Linked DNA regions of Sus scrofa: region 1 is linked to region 2. A link is a contact called in public Hi-C data. All regions are on one chromosome and are shown on one strand. The core of a region is the stretch at or near the end of the contact, and the rest is flanking DNA. Distances in the headings are between cores, read along the strand shown. Region 1 overlaps ARHGAP12 (rho GTPase-activating protein 12). Region 2 overlaps GOLM1 (Golgi membrane protein 1).

Region 1 (6,014 bases), core at 3,465-5,964, about 13 Mb after region 2:
AAAAGAAATAGAGGTGAGAGTTGTGTCTGAAATCAAGACATGTAACAGTCATTTTAAGTAGAACACAAGAGGTTTACTGACAATGGATGAATGGTAAAACTTTTAATATTTTACATTCTTACCACTAAATTTTTGACAGATGTTCATTTGGTGTCACAAACATTTCTGATAGAAATAAGAACTTTGGTTTCTTAATAAATTAACTAAGATCGGCTTAAAACCTTCAATTTCCAAAATGTGTAGAAAGAGAACAGAAGAGCCGCAGCTGCCAGCCGACACCACAGCCCACAGCAATGCCGAATCCCCAACCCACTAAGTGAGGCCAGGGATCAAACCTGAGCCCTTATGGATACTAGCTAGATTCCTTTCTGCTGCTCCACAACAGGAACTCCATGATAAATATCATTAATACTGCTATATGATAGACAAAAGATGTTGAGAGTAAATCCTAACAGTTCTCATCACACAAATTATTTTTTTCAATTTATTTTGTTTCTCTATGAGAAGATGTTCACTAAATTTCTTGTGATAATTACTTCAAGGTGTATGGAAACCAAATCATTATGAAGTACACCTTAAACTTATACAGTACGGTATGTCAATTATATCTCAATAAAACTGGAAGAAAAAATTAAAAATTTTAATTAGTTGTCTCTGGATAATTGGAATTATACTTTTTTCTATGCTTTATTTCCAAATTTTATTACAGTGAGAATTATTACATTTAGAGTTTGATTAGGACAAGAATCTGGGGCACTTGCCTAGTCCACTGGACTCATAAAAATGACAGAAATAGTATTAACATTATATAAACTAGTATTTCTTAAGGGATGGTCACAATCACCTATAATAAGAGTTCCTGTGGTGGCTCAATGGGATCAGCGGCAGTGTCAGGTTTGATCCCCCGCCTGGCACAGTGGGTTAAAAGGATCCAGCATTGTTTGCCAGCTCAGATCTGATTCCTGGCTGGGGAACTCCATATGTCGTGGGGTGGCCAAAAAAGGAAAAAGAAAAACAATTATCCCTAGCAAACTCATCTAGGGATGCTATTAAAATTCCTGTTACTGGAGTTCCCGTCGTGGCTCTTCAGTTAATGAACCCAACCAGAATCCATGAGGACGTGGGTTCGATTCCTGGCCTCGCTCAGTGGGTTAAGGATCCGGCATTGCCGAGACCTGTGGTGTAGGTCATAGACTTGGCTCGGATCCCGCATTGCTGTGGCTGTGGTGTAGGCCAGCAGCTGCAGCTTCGATTCAAACCCTAGAGCTCTGATTAGATCTCTAGCCTGGGAACCTCCATATGCCGTGGTGGCCCTAAAAGCCAAAAAGACAAAATAAAAATAAAAAATAAAATTCCTGCTACTGAGGGTGGAAAGAGTAATGAATGCGGGGGATGGGGTTAGTTAAGAATCTATTTTTTTAAGTACCTTATATGATTTTTATGTACACTACTATTCGAAAGATTCTGATAAAACTCAATCTTCCTGAATGGACTTAGGGCAAACTGGTCCACCAGTCTAAACATTTGCATTATAAAAAAACATAGGGAATTCCCATCGTGGCACAATGGAAATGAATTCCACTAGCATCTATGAGGACATGGGTTCGATCCCTAGCTTTGCAAAATGGGTTAAGGATCTGGCATTGCCATGAGCTGTGGTGTAGGTCGAAGATGAGGCTCTAATCTGGCGTTGCTGTGGCTGTGGTGTAGGCCGGCAGCTGTAGCTCCAGTTTGAGCCCTAGCCTAGGAACCTCCATATGCCATGGGTGCAGCCCCAAAAGGCAAAAAAATAAAAAATAAGCATAAAAAAGGTAAGAACAATTCTTTTTCTCTTTCTTCTTTTTGTCTTTTTAGGGCCACATCTGTGGCATATGGAAGTTCCCAGGCTAGGGATCCAATGAGAGCTGTAGCTGCTGGCCTACACCACAGCCACAGCAATGCGGGTCCAAGCCGAGTCTGTGACCTACACCACAGCTCACGGCAACGCCGGATCCTTAACCCACTGAACAAGGCCAGGGCTGAACCCACATCCTCATGGACGCTAGTCAGATTCATTAACTGCCGAGCCATGACGGAAACTCCAAGAACAATTCTTAAGTCCTTACCACCAGCTGCTTCTTATTCTACAGATAAGTCAAAGGAAGAAGGTTTAAAAGGGTAAACAATAAGAAGCACTTTCAATATATAAATCAAATAAAAATTAGTTCTCAAATATTTTTTAAGCCTCAACAAACAACCTTGGCTCATGAAATGTCAACAACAAAAATAAGTGGATTTTTCATACCAAAAAAATCCTTAAAAGGAGAACAAAGTTAATTTTATGGGTCATGTCTGTCATTAATTAACAACTGAATTGGGACCAGTACCTCTGTACACGACCTAATTTAATATTTAAAAAAAGACTTGGCCTGTTCCACTTTTATCTATACACAGACTGAAATAGTCTCCCACTATCTACAGGAAGGAAAAACTGGGGAACCATAAATAAAAAAAAGGTAACTTAAAACTGAGATTGTACTGAATCCTGACTTTTTTAATTCCAAAAATACTGAGATTTGTCCTCATTACTTCTGACATTAGTTCAATAATTGTTTCTAAAATAAACTTCAGAGAACAGCAGAATACACATTAGCTACACTTCTCGTTTCTTCCTTAGCACATGCTATCCACCACACCATAAATGCTGAATTCTATTTATATTACTGAATAATCAGCACAAGTTCCTGCAACCTATAATCATACCTTTAGTTTAGACTTACAGGGGGGAAAAAAAAAAACATTTACCAAAATATCAGACTCCAAAATGGATTTTTAATCACTTTCTAAATTCTATTTTACTTCATATGGAAAAAAAGACATGTATGTGCCTTTGGTAATTTACCAGCTTAAACTCTGCTTTACTGTAATTGCTAAGAAAAAAGAAAAAAGTGTCCATAAGTGGATATTCAGTTAAAATAGGACTGAAATTTGTTTTAGTTTTACAACTGAAAACTGCCTCCAATTCTTGTTTGTTTGTTTTTGTTGGTTTTTTTTTTTCTAAACTGGAAATTTTAACTTTCCAAAAGACAATCTTTTCACTTACGGGTAAATTGTAGGCGAGAAATATATTACCCTTTGTTTGATAATTTCCAAATACAAAAACTTACAAGTTCTAGTGTTTCTATCTTAAATCAGGACTGCACTGAGATTTCAAGCTAACTTACCATTTAAGAACTAACTGTGAGCCAAGGAGGAGATGAACATAAGACAGTGCCTGTCCTTCAAGTCCCCTGCCTGGCAAAGAGGAAGAGACAGGCAGAATATGACTACAGCCGCAGGGGTTAAGTCCTCTAAAGAGAAGCCAAGACATGGAAGCAACCTAAATGTCCATCAACAGAGGAATGGATAAAGAGGATGTGGTACAAATACAGAATGGAATATTACTCAGCCATAAAAAAGAATGAAATAATGTCATTTGCAGCAATGTAGATGGACCTTGAGATGATCCTACTAAGAACTCAGTCAGAGAAAGAAAATATCATATGATATCACTTATATGTGGAATCTAATTTTAAAAAGATACAAAAGAACTTATTTACAAACAGACTCACAGATTTCACAACTGAACTTACAGTCACCAAAGGGAAAATGGGAAGGAGGGGTAATTTAGAAATTTTGGATTAACATATACACACTACTACATATAAAACAGATAACTTAACAAGGGCCTACTGCATAGCACGAGGAACTCTACTCAACATTCTGTAATAACCTATGTGGGAAAAGAACCTGAAAAAGAATGGGTATATGTGTATGTATAACTTAATCACTTTGCTGTACACCTAAAACTAGCAAAACACTGTAAATCAACTATACTCCAGAAAAATTTTAAAAAGAGAAGCAGCACTAAACAGAGAAAAGAGGGTAAACTGTGGCAGGTGGGAAAAGGCTCCTGGCACAGGTTTAACTACATCTTTAAGGAAAGCAGGAGGAAGTAGAGAGAAGTGGTGAGGGACCTCCAAGCATACCCACAAGCTGACTTAACATAAGGAAATGAAAAGCAGTCCTGGGGGCGGGGGAGGGAGGGGAATGGACGGGGAATTTGGGGTTAGTAGATGCAAACTACTGCATCTGTAATGGATAAGCAATGAGATCCTGCTGTATAGCACAGGGAACTATATCCAGTCACTTGTGATGGAACATAACGGAAGATAACATGAGAAAAAGAATGTGTGTGTGTGTGTGTGTGTGTGTGTGTGTGTGTGTGTGTGTGTGTGTGACTGAGTCACTTTGCTATACAGTAGAAATTGAAAGAACACTGTAGATCAACTAATAAGAAAAAGTTAAAAAAAAAGAAGAGCAGTCCTTCAATAAGAAGTGTAACTTGTAGCTCAGGGAGTTCAGTGCTATGAAGCGCTTTGATAGATATTATTTTCATGGTAATTCTTTTTCTTACTGGTTTTCTTTGCATTGCAATTCCTGTGAGGCTTGATGCCTTACATTCACACACTAGAATTTCTCTAGGCTCCTACCTTTCACCTTGTTGCTGCCCCCACCCCAACTCCCTGTTCTGACCCCCGTGGCCAACAACCTGAGCAGCCCCTTCCCACTTGCCCCTGTGGGGAAGCTGGAGGCCTGACAGATGCCCCTTCCTGGGAACCACGCAAACATACTGACAAGTCATCCCTGGGCCACGAACCTGCAATGACCGCTGCCGACTGACCAAAGAGCAGCTGGGCCCTGCTGCCACCTAGAGCTGCTGGTGGTTCAAGACTGTGCCTACTGGGTGGACTGACATCACAGTGAAGAGCCCTGTCCCAAAATGGCATAGATGACAAATTTGTGCCCACACCTCTCCAGTATCATTTTCTGTTGTTCTCACATGTGTCCCCCCCTCCAGCCTTGCTACCCTGTAGCCGGTAAGGGCAGTTACGACACAGTGCTACTATCATCCCAGATTTCCCGTCTGCCTGTCAGTGAAATGTACAGTTGAAAAGTAGATTCACAGACCACAAATTATCCCAGTCTTAAAAGTTTTCCAAAAGATGAATCAAAAATTAGTTTTAAAATTCTAACTCGTGGTAACTGAAATAAAGTTAAATAAATTCAGCTCCTCAGCCTCAAGAGCCAATTCAAGGTGTCCATAACCACGCCTGGCTGGCCGGTGGCTGCCGATTTGAACAATGCCAACCTGCAGCACTTTGTATTCACCTGCACTAACTCTTCCCGTCACATTACATAGTAATCAGCTGTTATTCTTCTGTGTCTCCCAGTAAACTGTAAGCCCCTTAAGAATTCAGAGCATGATCACATCTTAATCATAGGTGTTCAAAGCCTAGAACTGAAGATCCCTTCTCAAACCCTGACTCAGATTTTTATTTTCCCAGTAATTGCTTTCCTGGTCCACAGAATATTTTAAGTAGGAAGGTAAGGGAGAAGGCTGCTAGAAAGTAATATTTCTTGATGAAACCTCATTATTCAACTGTGTTGCAAGTATTCAACCAGAGATACTTGGCCTTGGTCAGTTAAGCAAACAAAATTCCTCAACAGGACATAATGCTGAGGTAACAAGACTTGGTTACTATTTCATGCTGATGGAGCAACAGTGCAATCGCCTGGTCCACTGCCATTCACGTTACAAATCTCCCTCCCTGGGGACTTGAATGGAACTCTGCAATCAGCATCCAGGGGATGACTAAAGAATACTCTGTTGCTGAAATTTCTAGAGGGTAAAAGTTTAGGGTACAGTTACAAAGGGGAAAAGTGCATCTGTGTTTAATTATGGAAAGCATGTACCACATGTACAAATCTAAGCTTAGAAGTTGAGGTTTCTGACAACAGCAATAATTTCGTAAAGATACAAAACTAAGCCAAAGTTATGTGGTACACATTTAAGGGGCTGACATACTATCCTTTCATTTTCTGAAAAATGACTATTCCTTTTTGTTTTTTTCAAAAACACGAATCTAAAAATATTTCGAAATTTTTTCATTATCTAAGGAAAATAATTTATATATATGTATTTACATAACAAC
Region 2 (6,543 bases), core at 414-2,913:
TCATCTTTACTATCATTAGTCTAAATTGTTTTTCATGGAAGTTTGTAATCTCCAGATGACTTAGCTGCTTTTTTTTTTTTTCCTCATTCCTATCTGAGTCATAATTCTTTCTGCCTTTTCATTTTGTATCGATTTGTGGTGTGGTCTCCTTTATGCAGACAGTAGGGTTGTAGCCTGTTCTTGCTTCTGATGTCTGCTCTCCTTGTGGCTGAAGTTGGTGTGGGGCCTTGCTGCAGGCTTCCTGATGGGAGGGACTGTGCCTGCCCACTGGTAGGTGAAGCTGATTCTTAAGCTTCTGGTGGGTGGACGGGGCTTTGGGTGTGATTAGAGGTGGCTCAATGCCTGTGGGGGGGTGGGGTCTTTAGGCAGTCTGTTTGCTAATGGGTGAGGCTTTGTTCCCACCTAGTTTATTGTTTGGACTGGGACTTCTCAGCCCTGATGGGTGGGGTCAGATTTTTCCAAAATGGCCACCTCCAGAGAAATGCACACTGTTGATCATTCCTGAGACCTTTGCATTAATGTCCTTCCCCCACAATGAGCCACAACCACCCCCTGTTTTCCCAGGAGATTCTCCCAGAACTGCAGTCAGGTCTGACCAAGATTCCTATGGAGTCTCTGCTTTGCCTTGGGACCCAGTGCTCCTGAAAGCCTATGTGTGCCTTTCAGGAGTGGGGTCTCCATTTCCCCCAGTCCAAGGAGCTCCTGCACACAAGCCCCACTGGCCCTCAACGCCAGATGCTCTGGGGGTTCCTTCTCCCTATGCCAGATCCCCAGGCGTGGGGACCTGATGTGGGGCTCAGAACTCTCACTCCCTTGGGTGAACTTCTGCAATGTAGTTACTTTCCAGTCTGTGGGCCTCTCACCCTGCTGGGTATGGGGTTCCTTATATCAGGTAATCATCCCTCCTACTGTCTCAGTGTGGCCTCCTCTCTGTCTTCTGGAGTAGGATATCTCTTTTGATAGTTTGGGGTCTATTTTGTTGAAGGTTGTTCAGCAGTTGGTTGTAACTTTGTTGCTTTTATGAGATAAGGTGAGCTCCATTCTTGGAAATGTGTTTCTTAAATGTAAACAAAATCCAGAAGCAATAAAAGAGGCTCAGGATTGATTACTTTTTATTTTATTGGTTTTTTTTAAATGGCTCCACCCATGGAATTTCCCAGGCTGGTGGTTGAATCAGAGCTGCTGCTGCCAGCCTTCCCCACAGCTCATGGCAATGCCGTATCCTTAGCCCACTGAGCGAGGCTGGGATTGAACCTGCATCCTCATGGTTACTAGTCATGACAGAAAACTCCACTAGACAGATTCTTAACCTGGTGAGCCACAACGAGAACTCCAGAGGTGCTTCGTTCTAGGTGATTCAACTAAATTGCTTGTGCATCCCCATGCAGGGCTCCCACACTGGTACCTCGGGAGAGGATGTGTCCCAGGGGCCCACTTTGGGGTACCATCGGGTGGGAGCTGCTCTGTCAGCTCTCCCCTGTTCTCCTTTACGTCAAGGCTGAGTCCTTGCTGGTCTCTCTTCCACCTTCTCGCTCTGTTTCCCGCTCCCTCACCTCCTCCGCTGCAGGCCACACTTGGCACCAAAGCATATCTGTTCTCAGAGAGGCTGTTGATTGTGTATATCGTGTGTGCTGCCCTCCCTCTGATGAGATCCTGTTTGATCTGGCTCAGCCAGAGCCATCGAGAGAAGCGGGCCTCCCTTGTCCTTGCTGACCCGCGCCAGGGCCCCGCCAGACCTAGGCTGGGGTTGAAGTCCATGAGCAAAACACAGCTCCTTTCTTGTCTTTGTGTTTCTTGTAAGGAGCTTGATGCTCTGGGCAGCCCTTGAAGCCCCTTCCTCAGTCTGCTGTGCTGCACAGAAGCTGGAGAGCAGTGTTCAGAGGACGCCAGGGCGTGTGGCTCGGCTCTGCCCCAGGGCCCCTTCCCAGCGCAGGGCCCCGCCCGTGCTGACCTCACCCCCCACAGGAGGCCTTCCTGCTTGGCTCCAGAAACACTGTACCAGGGTGTTGTTGATAATTCGGTCACCACGGTAAAAAACACCAAAGCCAAAAAAACCCCCAAACCTTACTTTCTTAGGAATCGATCAGAAAGGCTTCTTTGGGGGATAATGAGAACTGGTGTCTGTCTTGTGTGATGCAGCGGCCCTAACGTTTGCTTTTGCTTCTACAGGGGTGATTTCTCAGCCTGTGCTGGGAGATAGAAACTGCCGTCATCCCCATTTTACAGGCGAGAAAGCTGCAGTGTGAGAAGTTCTTACCTGCCCAGGTCTCGGCTGCTGGGTGATGGGTTCCTGGCATGGGACTCACTCCCACAAGCCTGTCCCCGGGGATCTGGCCACCCTGCCCAGGGCCCAGGCCCCTGGCTCTGGGTGTGCTGCTTGCGCGTTCTTCACTCACAGCTTTGCAGGACGCCTTCCTGTTGTGATGGGGGGGAGGGGGTTGACGGCATGCTTGGGGCATGGTTACTCCTGGTCCTGAGGCCTGTGTGTTTGTTTTGATTTGGCAGAGTCCTCAGCCGGCCTTTGAGATGATGGGATTGGGCAACGGGCGTCGGAGCATGAAGTCGCCGCCCCTCGTGCTGGCCGCCCTGGTGGCCTGTATCATCGTCCTGGGCTTCAACTACTGGATTGCGAGCTCCCGGAGCGTGGACCTCCAGGTGTCCTATTTGTCCTGTCTGTGTGGATGTCATGGAGCATTTGAAGCTGCTGGGTGGTGGGGCCCCAGGGGTTTTCTGTTATTGCCACCCGAGGTGTGTGCTCAGTGGCTGGTGTGGGCAGAGTCATGTGTGTTGGAGGCTCTATATGGCCCCACACCCAGCCCCGGGGCTGACCTCACACCAGCCGTGCTCTTGGGTGGGAGAAGACCCCCTTATGACTTAGGATTGCTGCCAGGAAGTCCCTCGATGCTCTTCATGTGGGCTAATGATTTTTTTAGTCAAGCCTTTCGGGCCTATTCTGGAAAGACAGTTTATACCACCCGCGATGCACCGTCTCCAACCCGTTGTGCTCCTCTGGGCCACACTCGATATTAAAGAGTGGCTTTGGCACTGCACTTGGGTAACAGGTGTGAGAAGTGTGTTTTTAGAGGTACCTGTCTGCATCACCAGCATTTACTGATGATAGCAGGTTTAGCTTTCCCATTTTTGCTGACCAGGGTGGGTCGGGCAGTGCCAAGCAGTGACAGGGGCTCTTCCTGGCTACAGTTCAGTCAGGCTCCATGGAGCCCACCACATAACTAGGACTCTGTCCCTTGCCACCCTCGCCCCCGCCTCCATCCATCCTGATTTTGGCCTGCCCGGCCCAGGCTCAGCAAGGAATGCCACTAAACTCATCCTTCCCCCTCTGATCAAGCTACTCATCCTTTATCTTTGATGTCTCACCCTGGGCCCACCTGCCTGTAGCAAGAGTCCTGTTAGGCCAGCTTAGCAGGAATCCCCCTACTCTTAGTACTGTTCCACCCACTGACCCCACCCCCTGCTTGTTGACTCTACACCCTCAGCAGGCTTTGCTGTACTCAGAGTTGAGCAGAGTGTCTCCCTGTGATGGCAGTAGTCATGCTGCATTTGCAGTAGAGTCTTGAATAAAAATTTCCTTACCATTTTATCAAGGATCAGAATAATTTTTCTTTACCAGTACATGGCAGTCATTGTCTTTTTTTTTTTTTTTTTTTTTTTTCCTTTTTGGACTGCAGGTGCGGCATATGGAAGTTCCCAGGCTAGGGGTCAAATTGGAGCCACAGCCACACCAGATCTGAGCTGTGTCTGTAACCTACACCACAGCTCTCAGATCCTTAACCCACTGAGCGAGGCCAGGGCTTGAACCTGCATCTTCATGGATACTAGTTGGGTTCATAACCCACTGAGCGACAAGGGGGGAACTCCCATTCATTATCTTCTTTTGTACACAGCCTCTTAACCGGTTGGGACCTTATGGTCCCTGTTTCAGAGGTGAGCAGACTAAGACTTGGAGAGATTAGTGCAAGGAGAGGAGAGGTGGAATTGCCACCAAGTCTTCCTGATGGGTGGGTGTGCGCTCTTAGCCATGGAAGCCCAACCCATAGAAGTGTGTTGTCCTCCTCTCAGGCTTAGCTCCGTGCAGGTGTGGTGCTCTTGTCTGAGCTTCCACTGGACCCCTGTTCTCTGGGCAGATGGGGTCTTAGTGTTGGAGAACCGAATCTCTTTTTAGGAATTGTGTCATAAGGAGTGTTTAAGCACTCTGTTAATGGGGAAAAGGAAACTAAATATTTGAACACCCGCTCACTTCAGATAAAGTGTTTTATGTATAGGTAGACCTTGGCGATATCACAAATTCAGTTCCAGACTGCTGCAATAAAGCACGTAATGCAATAGCAGGTCATGTGAGCTTTTTGTTTTCCCAGCATATGAAAAGTTACATTTGCACTGTAAAGTTGCATTTACACTGTACTGTAGTCTGTTAAGTGTTCCATACTGTCATGTCTGAAAAAACATACCTTAATTTAAAAATATTTTACTGCTAAAAGATCCCTTCACTGAGTCACAGTAGTAACCTCAAAGCTCATGACTGCAGATCATCATGACAAATATAATAATAGTGAAAAAGTGTGAAATGTTGTGAGGACTACCAAAATGTGACACAGAGACACAAAATGAGCAAATGCCTTTGGAAAAACAGTTCTGGCTGGAAGTTCCCATTGTGGTGCAGCAGACCTGAATCCGACTAGGAACCATGAAGTTATGGGTTTGATCCCTGGCCTCGCTCGGTGAATTAAGGATCTGGCATTGCTGTGAGCTGTGGTGTAGGTTGCAGACGCGGCTTGGATCTGGTGTGGCTGTGGCTGTGGCCAGCAGCTGTAGCTCCGATTAGACCCCTAGCCTGGGAACTTTCATATGCTGCGAGTTTGGCCCTAAAAAGCAAAAGCCAAAAAAAAAAAACAGGGAAAAATAGTGCTGGCAGACTTGCTCCCTGCAGAGTTGCCACAGACCTTCAATTCATAAAAAAATGCATTGCTCAATAAAATGAGGTATGCCTGTATCTGCCTCATTCAAGCCTCCCTAAATCCCTGTGAGGGGTGTGGTGGTGTTTCCATGGAGTCATGCAGTGAAGACATAGATGCTCAAAGATGTGAATTCCACCATTTTTCTAGAATCACCTTTTGGGGGCTTTTACACAACTATCCTGAAAGACTGAGCCCCGGAGACACAGTGTGTGTGAGTGGACACTGTGGCTACACTCAGTGCTGACTCTGGGCCCAGGTGTGGTCCTTGCCGAGGGGGCCAGGGCGGTCTGGTCTGGGGATGCCTTGACATGGTCCTTACGCCATGGTGTCCTTGCAGACGCGGATCGTGGAGCTGGAAGGCAGGGTTCGCAGGGCAGCCGCAGAACGCGGGGCCGTGGAGATGAAAAAGAACGAGTTCCAAGGGGAGCTGGAAAAGCAGCGGGAGCAGCTGGACAAAATCCAGTCCAGCCACAACTTTCAGATGGAGAGCGTCAACAAGCTATACCAGGATGAAAAGGCAAGACCTGCTTGGCTTTCCTCTTAATGCTGTTCTCAGTACCGTTTACACCCTGTCGATTTCTTCTCAGTAGGAGGATAAGCAGCTGGGCGGGATTTATGTAATTATGTGGCGCAAACCACTTGATCAAGCTTTGGGCGTCTCTGCCATCTCACCATTAGTCCCTGGGAGGGCTTGTTGGAAAACCTGCAGCGTGATAAACAGGAGATTCAAAAAACCTGCCTTCACAGCAGCTTCGTCCTCCTGTTACCTTTTTTTTCTTCCTTTTCTACAAACATGCATTAAGTACCTACTCTGTGCCAGATGCTTGTGTCTCACAGAGGAAGAGCATCTGTGCCCTTGAGTATCCTGGTGAGAAGCTCTGGAGACCTCCTATAAATGCTGACAGAGAAGCGGAGGACCCAAGAGTGCTGCTTTTTAAGTTTAAAAAAATTCAACATCTTGCACAGATTAAGAAATGGGCTTCTGGGAGTTCCCATTGTGGCTTAGCAGGTTAAGAACCCGACTAAGATCCATGAGGATTAAGGTTCCATCCCTGGCCTTGCTCAGGGGGTTAAGGATCTGGTATTGACAGGTGCAGTGTAGGTCACAGACGTGGCTCGGATCTGGCATTACTGTGGCTGTGGTGTAGGCCGGCAGCTGCAGCTCCAATTGGACTCCCAGCCTGGGAACCTCCATATGCCACAGGTATAGCCCTAAAAAGACCAAAAAGAAAAAGAAAGAAAAAGAGAAGGAAATGGGCTTTCCACTAATAAGCGTATTTAAGCCTTATGTGTCTTGTTTTTTCTGATTTTCTTGGGACTGCCTGACTCCACTTACCTGTTCATTAAATTGTGTAACAGTGCAAATTACCACTATCTTCTTTTTTAAGCACATCAGATGCATGACCGTTTATTTCCTAGAAGGATCTGGCTCTTACTAATCCATGTGCCTCTATGAGATGTGTGATTTTTTGGGAGGAGGTTGAATCCTGAGAGCCATCATCTTGAAGGTGGGCTTGGTTTTCGTAGGAGCTAGTGGCTAGCACTTCACCAGGTGGGCGAATCGTTT

Evidence for each region. A called contact is a pair of places that touch in the nucleus more often than the background predicts.
Region 1: a Hi-C map of omental adipose tissue shows a contact between it and region 2, with 11 times the contacts expected there. The contact joins two enhancer-like sites. A contact is called at or near these places in 6 of 47 Hi-C or Micro-C datasets (embryonic fibroblasts, epiblast stem cells, mesenteric adipose tissue and 3 more).

Annotation. Positions count from the first base shown.
Region 1 is chr10:42,521,992-42,528,005 of Sscrofa11.1, forward strand. All of the region lies in intron 3 of ARHGAP12 (rho GTPase-activating protein 12), which reads right to left. Among named protein-coding and RNA genes, the nearest start is that of ARHGAP12, 52 kb to the right of the region's middle. Within about 2 kb of position 4,715, at least 15 of the 83 cell types and tissues checked have an H3K27ac peak or open chromatin away from gene starts, as enhancers often do. A contact at or near this core is called in omental adipose tissue and retroperitoneal adipose tissue, where this site is marked.
Region 2 is chr10:29,135,193-29,141,735 of Sscrofa11.1, forward strand. It overlaps GOLM1 (Golgi membrane protein 1), which reads left to right. Exons shown (of 10, transcript XM_021064635.1): 2 at 2,506-2,655; 3 at 5,314-5,493. The coding sequence starts at 2,527. Among named protein-coding and RNA genes, the nearest start is that of GOLM1, 21 kb to the left of the region's middle. Within about 2 kb of position 1,664, at least 23 of the 83 cell types and tissues checked have an H3K27ac peak or open chromatin away from gene starts, as enhancers often do. A contact at or near this core is called in omental adipose tissue and retroperitoneal adipose tissue, where this site is marked.